Regions from separate parts of the Mus musculus genome. Here region 1 is linked to region 2. A link is a contact called in public Hi-C data. All regions are on one chromosome and are shown on one strand. The core of a region is the stretch at or near the end of the contact, and the rest is flanking DNA. Distances in the headings are between cores, read along the strand shown.

Region 1 (5,855 bases), core at 422-2,921, 350 kb before region 2:
GAACTTTTATTGCTAATACACGCGCGCGCGCGCGCGTGTGTGTGTGTGTGTGTGTGTGTGTGTGTGTGTGTGTGTGTAATTTATCAGATTTCTAAACTTTGGCCAACTTTCATATGTTTAATTTTATAAACTATAAACACTGTAAGAGTTTAAGTTGAATTTTTTAAAAGTTGGGGTTAAATTTTTCTCTCTAGGGGGTTGTTTTACTAACTCACAAAACTCTCCATACACAGCCACTGCTATTAAGAAAGAGAGAAAGCTAAATATATATATATATATATATATATATATATATATATATATATATGATTTTATACACACATGAATACACATGTGTGTGTGGTGTGTATCCCTACCTAATTAAATTTTGACCAGGAAAAGAGCCATAGTTGACCTCAACAGGAGATCACTAAAAAGAAAAGAAAAAAGGGGGCCCAAGTGCCTGACCTAAAATTCCACTCACCCCACCCTGCTTTCCTCCACATTCATGGCATCTTTGGGAAAGAGCTTTGAGTGTACAATATTCGCCCGATTTTTGCGGTGGACCAGGCTAGGCTGATCCTCAGATCTCTTCCTCAGCTGTTTCCACAGCTTAGACCCTGCCTCATCTGACACTGGTTTTTGGCAGAGCCTGGTTCCACCAAAGAATTAGGGCATCTTATACTTCCACATCATTTTGTCTTCTTAAACAGTATGTATTCTCTAAATTGTAAGTAAATAGGTAGGTACCAGTATTTTCCTTTTACAGCTCTTTGAGAAAAGGTATTTACAACGTTAGAAACCAAAGGGGAAGTTTCTGATAGTCAGGGCCCCACACCCTCAGCCTTCCCTGCCTTTCACAGCCAACCTCCTGCTTCTTCTTTAGAATGGTGCCTTTGCACAATAAAAACACCACTTGCATAAAGCATCCAACCTTTTCCTTCCTAAGAAAGTCCCCTTTTCTAATTAAAATATGCAGTAGTCTTAAACACTTCATTACATCTTACAAATTTCAGAAACAGTCTCCTGCTTCAATTTTTGATATTAAATTCAATGTGAATTCTAGCCTCATGTTAACTTTAATTGGAAAAAAGTAGTGCAAAATGTACTTTAAAGGGAAGTCGTACCAGATTAATAAGAATTTCAAGATAAAAGCACGATTGAAATATTTGCTGAGAACCATATCCTTTCATTCAAATAAGGCTAAAGCCGTGTCAAGATTATGAGATTATTTTTTTTCTCAGTATCCCGGAGCAGAGCTAGCGAAGTCTGTGGAGGTGGTTATTCTACTCACCCCTGCAGAAAAATCCACAGAGCAGCCTCAGAAGCAAAAAGCCTTTGGGTCAAATACAGATGCTATTGCTTGTCTCAATCACTAGATGGCGCCATGAGAATCTAAAATAGCCAGTCCTGGCTCATGAGTCCTGAAACAGCTTTGTCAGCATTTCTTAAATTGCGAGCATTCCACTTTTAAAAGAAAAGGGGGGAAAATATTATTTGCTGAAAATTACTTTTAGCAGTTTTGTGGAAAAAAAAACTTTTCTCTAAATGTTTTCAACGACATAGGATTCCAGTAGTAACTGTACTTGTGTTTAAGTCTTGCCACTTTTTCGAAACTGCTTTCCTTCTCTAGTTAAGAACTGTCTACGATGATTAGTCAGCCCCGCAGTGTTCTGCCAAGCCGAAAATGCTGCATTATTGGGCCTTAAAAGCTCTTTCCCAAAGAGGCCATGAATGTGAAGGATACCAGGGAGGGGTGTGCAGAAGGGCTTAGAAGAAAGAAGAAGGAAAAAATGAAATGTTGTAATTAAAATACAATCTCGAAAACTAAGCAAACAAACAGAAAAGCTTTTTTCTACGTTGCATAAATTTCTGAAAAAATCGAAATAGCGGTCGATAGAAGGTGTCTTGCCTAAAGTCAGATACGCAAGCTACTTGTCCCACTGAGCCCAGTTTTTCAGCTTGTGTAACCCAGAGTCATCAAACTGTAATTTCTGTGATTTCACAGGTTAGGTTTGAAAACTATGGCCCCAGACAAAGCCGAGTCCTTATTTTGATGATTTTTGAGAAATAGCCTCAAATTTCCAGATTCGGGGTCGTCTCTTAAATAGATGAAATTTGTCAGTTTATGATTTCCACTTGATACAGAACAGATCTTAGGACATATTTTTCCGTCTGTTAAGTTATTAGCTAAAATGTCTCTGTAGCGGATGCTTCCCTTTGCGCAGAATCCTAAGGAGATGGGGCGGGGCGGGGCAGGCGTGGGATATTCAGCGGCTCTAGTTATTTCCTTTCCTGCAACTCTTCTACTCTATCAGCGTGATTAAGTATCTCCGACAGACCACAGTCGTGCACTAAATATGCGGTGCTTAAAATAGTAACATAATCATTTGTTTGGCAAATGAGGAGTGCAGCAAAGCAGCATAAACTGCTTTTTAAAGCTGAAAGTGTTCTACTTTCTAAATCCCTGAAGTGCAAATTATTTCCAAAGAATGTGCTACTGTCTGAGCGTCTTTCGCTGTCTCGTCTGGTCGTTTTCTACGTTTCTACGCTTCCTTTTCCTTGGGAAACGAAACAGAGGAAAGGAACCTCACCTTGTCTTCCACTCTTCACAAGACATGGGGATTTCTCTCCACACTGTCTGAGACAAAATGGACCAGACAGCAAAGATCTCTCTCTCTCTCTCTCTCTCTCTCTCTCTCTCTCTCTCTCTCTCTCTCTCTCTCTCTCTCACACACACACACACACACACACACACACACACACACACCACCTGTTGCCAGAAGAGTGTGTCTGCAGGTGGTTGGACATAAAGCTTTATAAGAAAGAGTAAACAAACTGTGGACCCCGGGGTACTACCATATTAATCTATCAGACAAGATGTGCCCAGTGGTACAGGAGAGGCATAACTACCCTGGGCTGAAACCAACTCCTTCCCGATTAGATCCGATGCCCTCTTCACAGAAGGGAATGCATACCTTATATGGTAGACTTACTTGGTCAAAAGCCTATGGTTAGAGAGATGGTAGACAGACCCTATCAGGGGGGGCCTACTAATGTTTTTCCTGAACAAATGTCATTAAAATGCCTTCTAAATATTTATGATGACACCCTTAGACTAGTGCAGCTTTCAGCCTTGGCCAGAGAAGCGCCTTTTGACAGTGGGACATGCACACATACAAGTAAATATATAAACGTCATTAAACATTTTTATATAACTGAAAAACAAAGGGGGAAATAATTGGATTGATTCTTATTATCAATTCTAGAATCAAGCAATAGCTTGCTCGGTCTATAAAGTAGTGTTAGTGTGAGATAAAACGGCAGGCTTGGCACTATTGGAAGAAAGAGGTAGGAAGAGAACCAGGAGAGTCAAAACTGGTTTTGTTGTCTCAGAGCACTTTCCTTATAAGACTGAAACTTCATCTGAGCAATGGTGGCACATCTTTAATCCCAGCACTCAAGAAGCTGGGGAAGGTGGATCTCTGTGAGTTCAAGGTCAGCCCAGTCTACAGAGTGTGTTCCGTACACACACACACACACACACACACACACAGAGAGTGAAAGAGGTAATATATACACACACATATATCTTCAATTTCCTTACTTAAAAGTATTTTATTACATATTACCTCTTTCACTCTGTGTGTGTGTGTGTGTGTGTGTGTGTGTGTGTGTGTGTGTGTGCATACACATCCACATGTCTCACAAACACCACAGGCCCAGCATACATGAGAATGTCAGAAGACAACCTGTGAGATCCATTTTCTCCTTCCAGTCTGTGAGCCCCAGGACTGGACAAGGGTGGGCGGAAACCTCCTTATGTACTGAGAGTTCTTTCCAACCTCAGCATGCTTATTGTGTTGATTCGGGTTCACTCAAACTCTAAGCTTAAAGGACTGGACACTTTCAATATGTTTTACTTTGATAGAGTACACTTAACAAACGTGACCATTCTGGCTTGCCCTCTTCTGAAAAGGCTTATATAGGAGGTGATTCAAAATAAAATAAAAATAAATAAATAAGAAATGCCTCTGTGAACTTTGTTAATGATTCTCCTGAGAGGTAGTGACGAGGGCCTATTGTGTGAGAGCTAAAGACCAGGCATCTTTAAATATGGTGGCTTAGGCTAGGCATGGTGGCACATGCCTATAGTCCCAAGAATCTTGAGTTCTATGGTAGCGTTTGTGGGGGCCTTCACATCAAAGGACTGAATTAACAAATCAAAATTGGACTCTGACGGTGTTCGGCCCTGTGGGTGCAAGCCTCAATGGATACTTTATCATGGAGGACGTCCAACTGAGCCTCTTACAGTTCAGTGGATGATCTTGAGGATGTTGCTGAGCCTCGGTGGCTCTTTTGTTGAGAGCATGCAAAAGCAGGGTGCTGCAAATGGATGGTGGAGTGTGTGTGGGTGTGTGTGTGTGCGTGTGTGTGGTGTGTTTATGGCTATGACAGTGGCTTGCCCCAGGATCAATCCAGTCCATGTTTGGGTTTCAGTGACGATGAGTCAGTCCTGTAAGCTTGTAGTCGGTCAGCTGCATTTTGCTTCCAGGATTGCTTCATAGCATATCTCTGGGGGTGAAAGGTCATCCACAAGCAACCTAGAGACCGTGGGAGTTCTTTGGGTACTCATAGTTTTGTTTTCAGTGACCACAAACAACAAAGAGGGAGAAACTTGGAAACATTGATTGATTCAGAAGAAAATTGGAAAAACCGAAAATTTGTTAAGGTTGGCAAGCTCGGTCTCGATAAGAAGGTCACATCTAATCACAAGGGACAAAATTAGTTTTCCAATAATGGGGAAATAAATCAAAATGAAATCTCAACCAAACACACGTCAGTTTCCTTATCTATGAGTTAAATGTAATTTACAAAAGGGGACAAAGTAGGTCAAAAGGCAAGGGAACTGTTCTCTAAATCTGATTGTCCAAACACGTCTGCTCTAATGTTCTATTGAAATTAACATTATCTCCTACATGCCATGTTTTGATTGAGGATAACATCAAAACTATTCTTGATTATAAAATAATCTGGTCTCTGTTTTATTGGATTTGCCCTGGTTCTCTGCACAGTATAGAAAAAAATGGGAGCTTACTGCATCTTTAATAAGCTTGTTTTGCAGAAAGCTGTCCTTGGATACTCTAGGTCGGGCTGTCATATACCCCTTGTGACAGGTAACCAAATCGTAGGTCCATCACCAGATAGATCTATCCTTTTCTTAAGATCCCCAAATGTCCGGAGGTTCAGGGAACTACCAAAAAGTAGCCTTTCTAATTCAACTTGAAGGCCAACGAAGCACCTACGGGCCCTAAAACCAAGGGTTTCAGAACAGTTTTTCCAAACGGAATTCATAAGCATCCCAACTCGGCAGACACAGTCTTAGGTACATAAGCAAGGCTTCCAACTATGTCTTGTCAGTAACAAAGAGAGCAGTCCTTGAATCTACTAAGTGTGTAGCTTTGATGTCCTAAGAACAAAATAAATTAATAAAAGTTAGATACACTGTATTTCTCTATACAAAATGCAATGCATTAAGTTGCTATAGAGTATAGTTTATTAAGGCTCCTTAGAGCCAGAGCATAGAACTGGGGAGAATGGGCAAGATTTTAACCAAATTATTGTCCATTCATTTATACACTTCTATGTAACTGTTTTTCCTCTTAGTCTTGGGGTAGCAATTTCATGAATCCATTTTGTTTTAAAACTCTGAAACTCCTGACTCAGTCCACTGGCATGGCCTCAGTGTTGCTTCGGCAATGCCATCAGAAGCTGCACCCAAGCGTACCTGCCCAGCACCGTCCTCTCCTGTGGGCTCCTTGACTGATCATGATGCACTCCGCCAGTAGCTGATTGTAGTGGTTTCAAGCTGGCAT
Region 2 (6,406 bases), core at 2,237-4,736:
GCTTCAGCTAATCAGGGCAGCAGGGGCATATCTCCATCAAATTGGATTCATCTGTATCCTGGTACACCTGCGCAGCACTCAAGATGTTTGTGGTTTATATGAGGAAGTCAGGTGCAAGTCATATGACTTAGCTGCAGTCCCTGGCGCCTTTGGGACTGCCGCCACACCCGCTCCCCACATGTGGAATTTTGAAGAAAGTCCATAAAAGCTCGTTCAGTCTACATCTTCAAGTGTGCAAACCCAACAAGATTAAGCACTTTAGTGAAGAGTCCTTAATACATCCTGGGTCATTAATAATGAAATGGGTTTAGTCACCACAAATCCCCCATAATGAAATGGATAAAGAGGATTCATTCTTTATCAGGCACAAAGCATAAGGCATGAAATATTTTTGGGACTCATGACAATATTTGAATGTCTGAGCCTACTGAAATAGACTATAGGAAATTGTGGTGCCTGGCAATTAGTGTGCTAAGTTAATTTTTAAAAATTGTCATACTTATTGACTTTGGTGTTGGGAAGGGCAGAGGGACATGCAACAATATTCATGTGGACATCGGAGGACAACCTGCAAAAGTCAGTTGGTTCCCTCCTTCTGCCATGTGGTCCTGGGGATCAAACTCAAGCCATGAGGCTTGGCAGCAAATGCTCTTCTGCTGAGCCATACCCCTGGCCTCTAATCGAATTTTAGACAAGGTAGCTTCAATGCTTGGAACACTTAACAGGATGGAACCCCACCGTAAGTTGAGGAGAATTTGTAGCAAAACCCCACTTTTGCCACAGATTACATAGAAAGCCTGGGCGAAGTTTCTAACCACTTCTAAAGTCTTGACTTCTCAGTACATTTTTTTTTCTACAAAGGGGAGATGATTTATTTTGAAATTTACTCACGTCCAGGATTAGAAGTAAATGCTAGAGGATGGTGAAGTGCTTAAGGGAAGACTTGGCACATAAGGAAAGTTCTGTCTGGACTTCTACTCCTGCTTCTTTGGCTCCCGTCCACCACACAGTGTGTGAGCAGAACACAGGGCAGAGCAGTCGCTTTGAACTCATTACTAGCTGAGAGCATGGCACAATCACAGCGCAATAGATGCCACTGTGGGAAAATTGGTAAGCTGAAGCAGGCAAGACAACGAGTGGATGTTATCACTCACTGAACTGAGTGCCGAAACTGGTGCTTCATTCATAATTTCGATGAACACATCCCTATTCTATTATCATTTTTTTGCTATGATATTAGACAAACATATCTTTGAGCCACTTGACTGTATTTCTTGGTGGTGTTGGGAGGGTGAAAGAATAAATGAATTACAAAGCATATCTGAACACTGAACTGGAGTCATTTGCATAGAACTTAGTGACATAGCATCTAAATGGTTAATTTTTCCTTTTATAAAGTGACATAGGCCAGTTAATAAAATGTATAGATAAATGCTGAACATCTTTTCAAGTAATATTTTCTCTTTCCTCAGGATTTTCCCTTTGTGTATAATAATACATTTTAATATAAAAATGGTTCTAGAAATACATTCATGGAACTCGGTCCTCTAGGCCTCTGCTGGATGGCCTTTTTGTAGATCTTATTTATGGCTCTTTCCCAGCACAGTGCTTTGGGGGCACAATGTACACTAGACTGCAGATCAAGTACACAAATCAATTTCTGTGTAGTTATTGTTATCCACGTCAAAAAGTAGGTTTGAAAACAGGTAGTAAAAGAAATATTCTCCACATGTATTTCAATTTCCTTAGAACATAAATATATTTTACTATTTCCTAAACATGACATTTTTCAGCCACAGTAACAGTTTATTTATTACTTTCTAAGCCTTTCTTCTCAGCAGCGAAGCCTTATATATGGATGGATAAATCTCAATGCACTGATGTTCTGAGTGTGCCAGTCACATGGTGGTTTTAGATTTCATTAAGAACATGCTTTCTGTAATTGAATGCACACGTGTGATTGTAGTAATTACAATAGAAAAGATGGCTGGATAGTGAGCAGAGCTAGAATTAATCAAAATGTAAGGATGATAAAAGAGAACAACGAATCCAGCACAGAACATTTAAAGAATACCTGTAAGCCATTCACTCTCAGTTAATACCATGTTACACAAGGAGGAATGGTTCTTGCTTTACATAGGTGGCTTTTCACTGGTGCTGATTCTGCACCATGGAAGACATTGGCAATGTCTGTGGGCACACATTGTCACCACTTTCAAAAGGGTCTACGATAATGTTTAGATAACTTTCCTTTTATTTTCCTGGACCAAAAGACAGTGGCACTGGGGTTGAGATTGAGTAGTTCCAACCTAATTATTTATAACAATTAAATATATATATAAATTTCTTCTTACCTACAGTGACTAAAACCCCTTTGGAGCAACTATATACAATTTTAAATTGTCATAACCATAATTGAAATAAAGATACTACATATTTTCAAATAGTTTATTAAGATCAAGTACGTTGTTAATAATGCTTAGACATATAAAGGAAAAAATGGCTTATAATTTAAAGATCTTATTATTTACCAAAATACTATAGCAACTGGCTTTTAATTGAGTACTTTGCTTTATAAATCTGCTTTCTCTTCCCTGTTACTCTTCTGGTGAAACAGTAATGTGAATAGTTGATTCCCAGAAGGAAGAGGAACAGGAAGAAGAGAAATGAGATGGCTTGATAGCATCCAAATTGAATGATTCTGCTTTGTTTGTTTGAAAGTGGGTTGTTTTCTGTGTTTGCTGTGCAATGAAGTACTCTCCCCCCACCCCCCAAATTCAGTTGTGTTAGAACAACTTCACTGAAGTGGAATTATGAGGTGGGACCTTTTAGGATTACATCATGAAGGCAGTTCCTAAGTTCTTATGAAAGGACTGGCCCTGTGAATGGATTAGTGCCTTTGGAGGAAACTAATCTTATCTTATCTTGCTCTTTGACCCCTTGACAGGTGGAACACAGCACATAGTGTAGGTCCTTTTGGCCTCTACCACCAGGGGATTATCCAGAAAGCCTTGGCATTAAAGATCCAAAGACCTGATCTTGAGTTTCTCAGCGTCCAGAATTGTGAGAAATAAACTTCTATGCTTTATAAATTACCCAGCTGCAGGCAATATGTTATAGCAACACAAATGGATTCTACGATGCTAATTTAAAGCTGAACATAGAGTCCATGAAACCAAAATCTAATTTGAAATGCAGGGAGAAGTCGGAATTTCTCCTTTTACCAGAAAGGAGAATATGATTAATGTTGAACTTCGTTCTGCATGCGCCTGCATGTATGTTCTGGGAGCTCAAATTAAACCGCCTAACCGATAATTTCCAAAGAGTGTGCTGTGGACTTTCATCTTAACAGTAAAAATAGCAAAAAAGAGGGAAAACTTTGGAAGATCAAAACATTTTAAGTTTTGCGACATATGCGAACTTTGCTGAGTTTGATTGTGAAATTCTCAAGTGACTAAGAATTGGTGATTACAAACTCGGCCCCTCCTGCTCGCTTTGCAATCAAACCCGTGCTGTGTTATCAACACTGAAACTAAAGCCCTTGGTGTGACTAAGCAGTAATCTTCACAGTCAATTTTGTTAGATTCTTTGGATTTATGTGCAAAGTATTCCCCAAGCATTGTATGTGAGGGCTTATTCCACCATGGCTGAACTGAGAAGAGAGGACGGGCCCAGGTTAAATAAATGTGGGCGGTATTGTCCACAGCTAGGGTCCAGTGTCAGCACAGAATAGAAGCAGAAGCTGGCTGAGCACTTAGGCCTGATTCCTGACTCTAAAGGAAATATAAGCAAACCCTCCCCCTCCCCCCATGCGCCTGCCTCCATTCCTTCCTGGCTGTGTGGGCGGACCCACCAACCATGAGCCAAAGTGACCTCTTTCTTCTCCAACTCACTTTTGTCACATGTTTTGTAACAGCAGTGAGAAAACTAACTAGCGTCGAGGGGCTTCAGGGTGGAATCTGAGGTGGAGCCCATGAGAAGCAGACCGGTCCTTCACATGGCAGCTCATGCCTAGCTAAACATCGGAAGGAAGCTACGTTATTCACGCCACACTTTTCTTGCTCACATATATGAGAATTGTTATAAATGAAAGGCTAAAAAAATTCTATTAAACACTTTCCATGTTATAAAATGTAGCACTGATTGAAGGACCACACAAACTTTCAGAACTAGGAACTTCTGGAAAGGACCCATAAATCACTGAAATACTTTCCTGCAATTGTCTGTGAGATTCATCCCACAAGAATTTTCAAATATTTTTTCACGTTATAGTAGTAAGAAAAATCTATTCTCTGAGGTTATTACTGCATGATAATTAGCTTGTTTCTGATCAGTATTGTATTTGAGAAATGAACTGTGTCTTGGAAGATAACAATACAAACTTTTCCTTCTAATGTTTTTCTTATTTTCCTGAAGTAAAATGTATGTGCAAATTTGTCCAACCATTTCATATATACTTTCTATATTACATAGGTAGCATACAGTATATCATATACATTTTAAGCACATCATTTTCATATGTTCATACACCACATGTTCATATAAGTGGTCATCACCCAGATATAAGACATTTCCTCAAAGGGTCCCTTCATGTTTAGTGGCATTGACATCTTCCAGAGAACTGGTGTTCTGGTCTCTATTCCTGTTACTTTTATCTGCTCTTCAATGTCATATTAATGAGATGCAGTGTGCCAATATATGTCTGGCTTCTTTTTTAATGGAATGAATAAAGAAAATATTGGACAGAGAAAACATGATCAAAATATATTGTATGAAATAAAATTTAAATTAAAGAAATGAATTAAAAATTATAATATAAAGGTTTTATCCTACATGTAATCCACAGGTATTAAGGAGAGAGACTCTCAGAGAAGGACAGTGTCGTTCTAAACTAAAATAGATGCAGATTTCTAAAGCATCACCGTGTTTCCCTCTGATTTTGTAAGAATTCTTAAGTTTGGGATTTCCTTAGAAAATATAAGTGTAAGGAACGAATAACCATATGGAGTGGTAAGCTCTTGGTAGTAGATGCATGTGACTGTGATGGGGGAAGGGAGGGATTATGGTGTTTGGCCATAGATTATCAACAATCATGGGGGGGTCCTTAGCACCCACCAAGATGCAGTGGGTAGTATCCCTGTTTAATCTTTTCTATTACAAAGCTGCTGGTAGCAAGCACATCCATCCTTTGGATATCATATATTTGTGATTATACTTTCTGAATGGACTAGGAGATATGTGATTAAAGTTCTCACTCCTGTTTCCTTGGCATCATCTGTACTGAGGGTATGTGCATGCTCTGAGAAAATGTTGAGGGTTGTGTGTATATGTAGACTTTTAAGGAAAAGGAAGAGAAAGCTGACAAAAGGCAAAGGCAGAGGGTAATAGTCACCCTCCTCCCAAGCCAATAAGGCAAGAAAATGGAATGTGTTTCTCAAAGGAGAAGACACAGTCTTGCAAAGTGATTAAGGACTGAGGCATGAATGAGATATACATCTACGCCAAGCAAATTTCATTTATTTAGTATCCTTGCTATTAAAAAAGTTCCGTAAGTTCCTCTCTCTCTCTCTTTCTCTCTCTCTCTCTCTCTCTCTCTCTCTCTCTCTCTCTCTCTCTCTCCAATAAATTCTACTGGATCCAGTTTAAAACTTCAAAAAATGATCCAGGGACAAACCCAAGAAAAACAAGAAAACGTAAATGGGCAATGTAAAATCAAATCCTTAGCTGCTGTTGCTGGACAATTTTACATGGCCACCATGATAACTCCCTAAGCCCAGTGAGCACAGAGTGTGGCTACCACACTAAGAAAGCTGGGGGGCTGCAGATACCCACGCCGGGCGCAGACTTTGCTGCAGAGATCACAGCTGAGAGACGCACAAGGCTGCAAGTAACAGTTTCACATTTTTCACATGGATTAACGAATCAGTTCCAATTCCACACAAATGAAACGCAAAATGCACTCACTTGTACAAAGCCGCACGCTGTGAAGTCCTCGAAGAAGGGCAGACTCGGGCGATCTTCTCTATAGATGGTGAGTTTATACGTGGTTAGGGCGGCACCCCCTGCGTGAGACTCGTCCACCACAAGCACAGAGATTCTGTTCATTCCTATTCCCAGAGGATAGGTGGCAAAACTGAGGGCGGGCAGTAGGAGGGGAGGGAGAAAGAGAGATGAGAATTTATATGCATGGAGAAAATTATCCAGCCCAAACATATTCAGACATCAACTAATAATAATAATAATAATAATAATAATAATAATAATAATGGCCTTACTATAAACATAGAGACTATTATGAAAAACTGTTATCAGGACTTCCGGGTCCCAGGAGGAAAAGGCAGACACAGGGAAGGAGAGAGTTTTTTTTCTGACATGCTTTGGAGGAAAAAGAATGAAACAACCATAT

The links. Hi-C and Micro-C count contacts between places; a contact is called where the count stands out from the background.
Region 1: a contact with region 2 is called in a Hi-C map of liver, with 2.8 times the contacts expected there. The contact joins two enhancer-like sites. A contact is called at or near these places in 1 of 39 promoter capture datasets (the 3T3-L1 cell line), 10 of 484 Hi-C or Micro-C datasets (3T3-L1-derived adipocytes, the HPC-7 cell line, bone marrow-derived macrophages and 6 more), 4 of 115 datasets of contacts at active chromatin or transcription factors (bone marrow-derived dendritic cells, bone marrow-derived macrophages, embryonic stem cells and 1 more) and 3 of 9 other capture datasets (adipose tissue, embryonic stem cells and liver).

The regions. Positions count from the first base shown.
Region 1 is chr6:22,489,622-22,495,476 of GRCm38.p6, reverse strand. No RefSeq gene overlaps it. Among named protein-coding and RNA genes, the nearest start is that of Gm38773, 100 kb to the right of the region's middle. Within about 2 kb of position 1,671, at least 37 of the 459 cell types and tissues checked have an H3K27ac peak or open chromatin away from gene starts, as enhancers often do. A contact at or near this core is called in adipose tissue and liver, where this site is marked.
Region 2 is chr6:22,145,246-22,151,651 of GRCm38.p6, reverse strand. Cped1 (cadherin-like and PC-esterase domain containing 1) reads right to left here. Exons shown (of 22, transcript NM_001081351.1): 15 at 5,965-6,133. Among named protein-coding and RNA genes, the nearest start is that of Wnt16, 140 kb to the left of the region's middle. Within about 2 kb of position 3,486, at least 9 of the 459 cell types and tissues checked have an H3K27ac peak or open chromatin away from gene starts, as enhancers often do. A contact at or near this core is called in adipose tissue and liver, where this site is marked.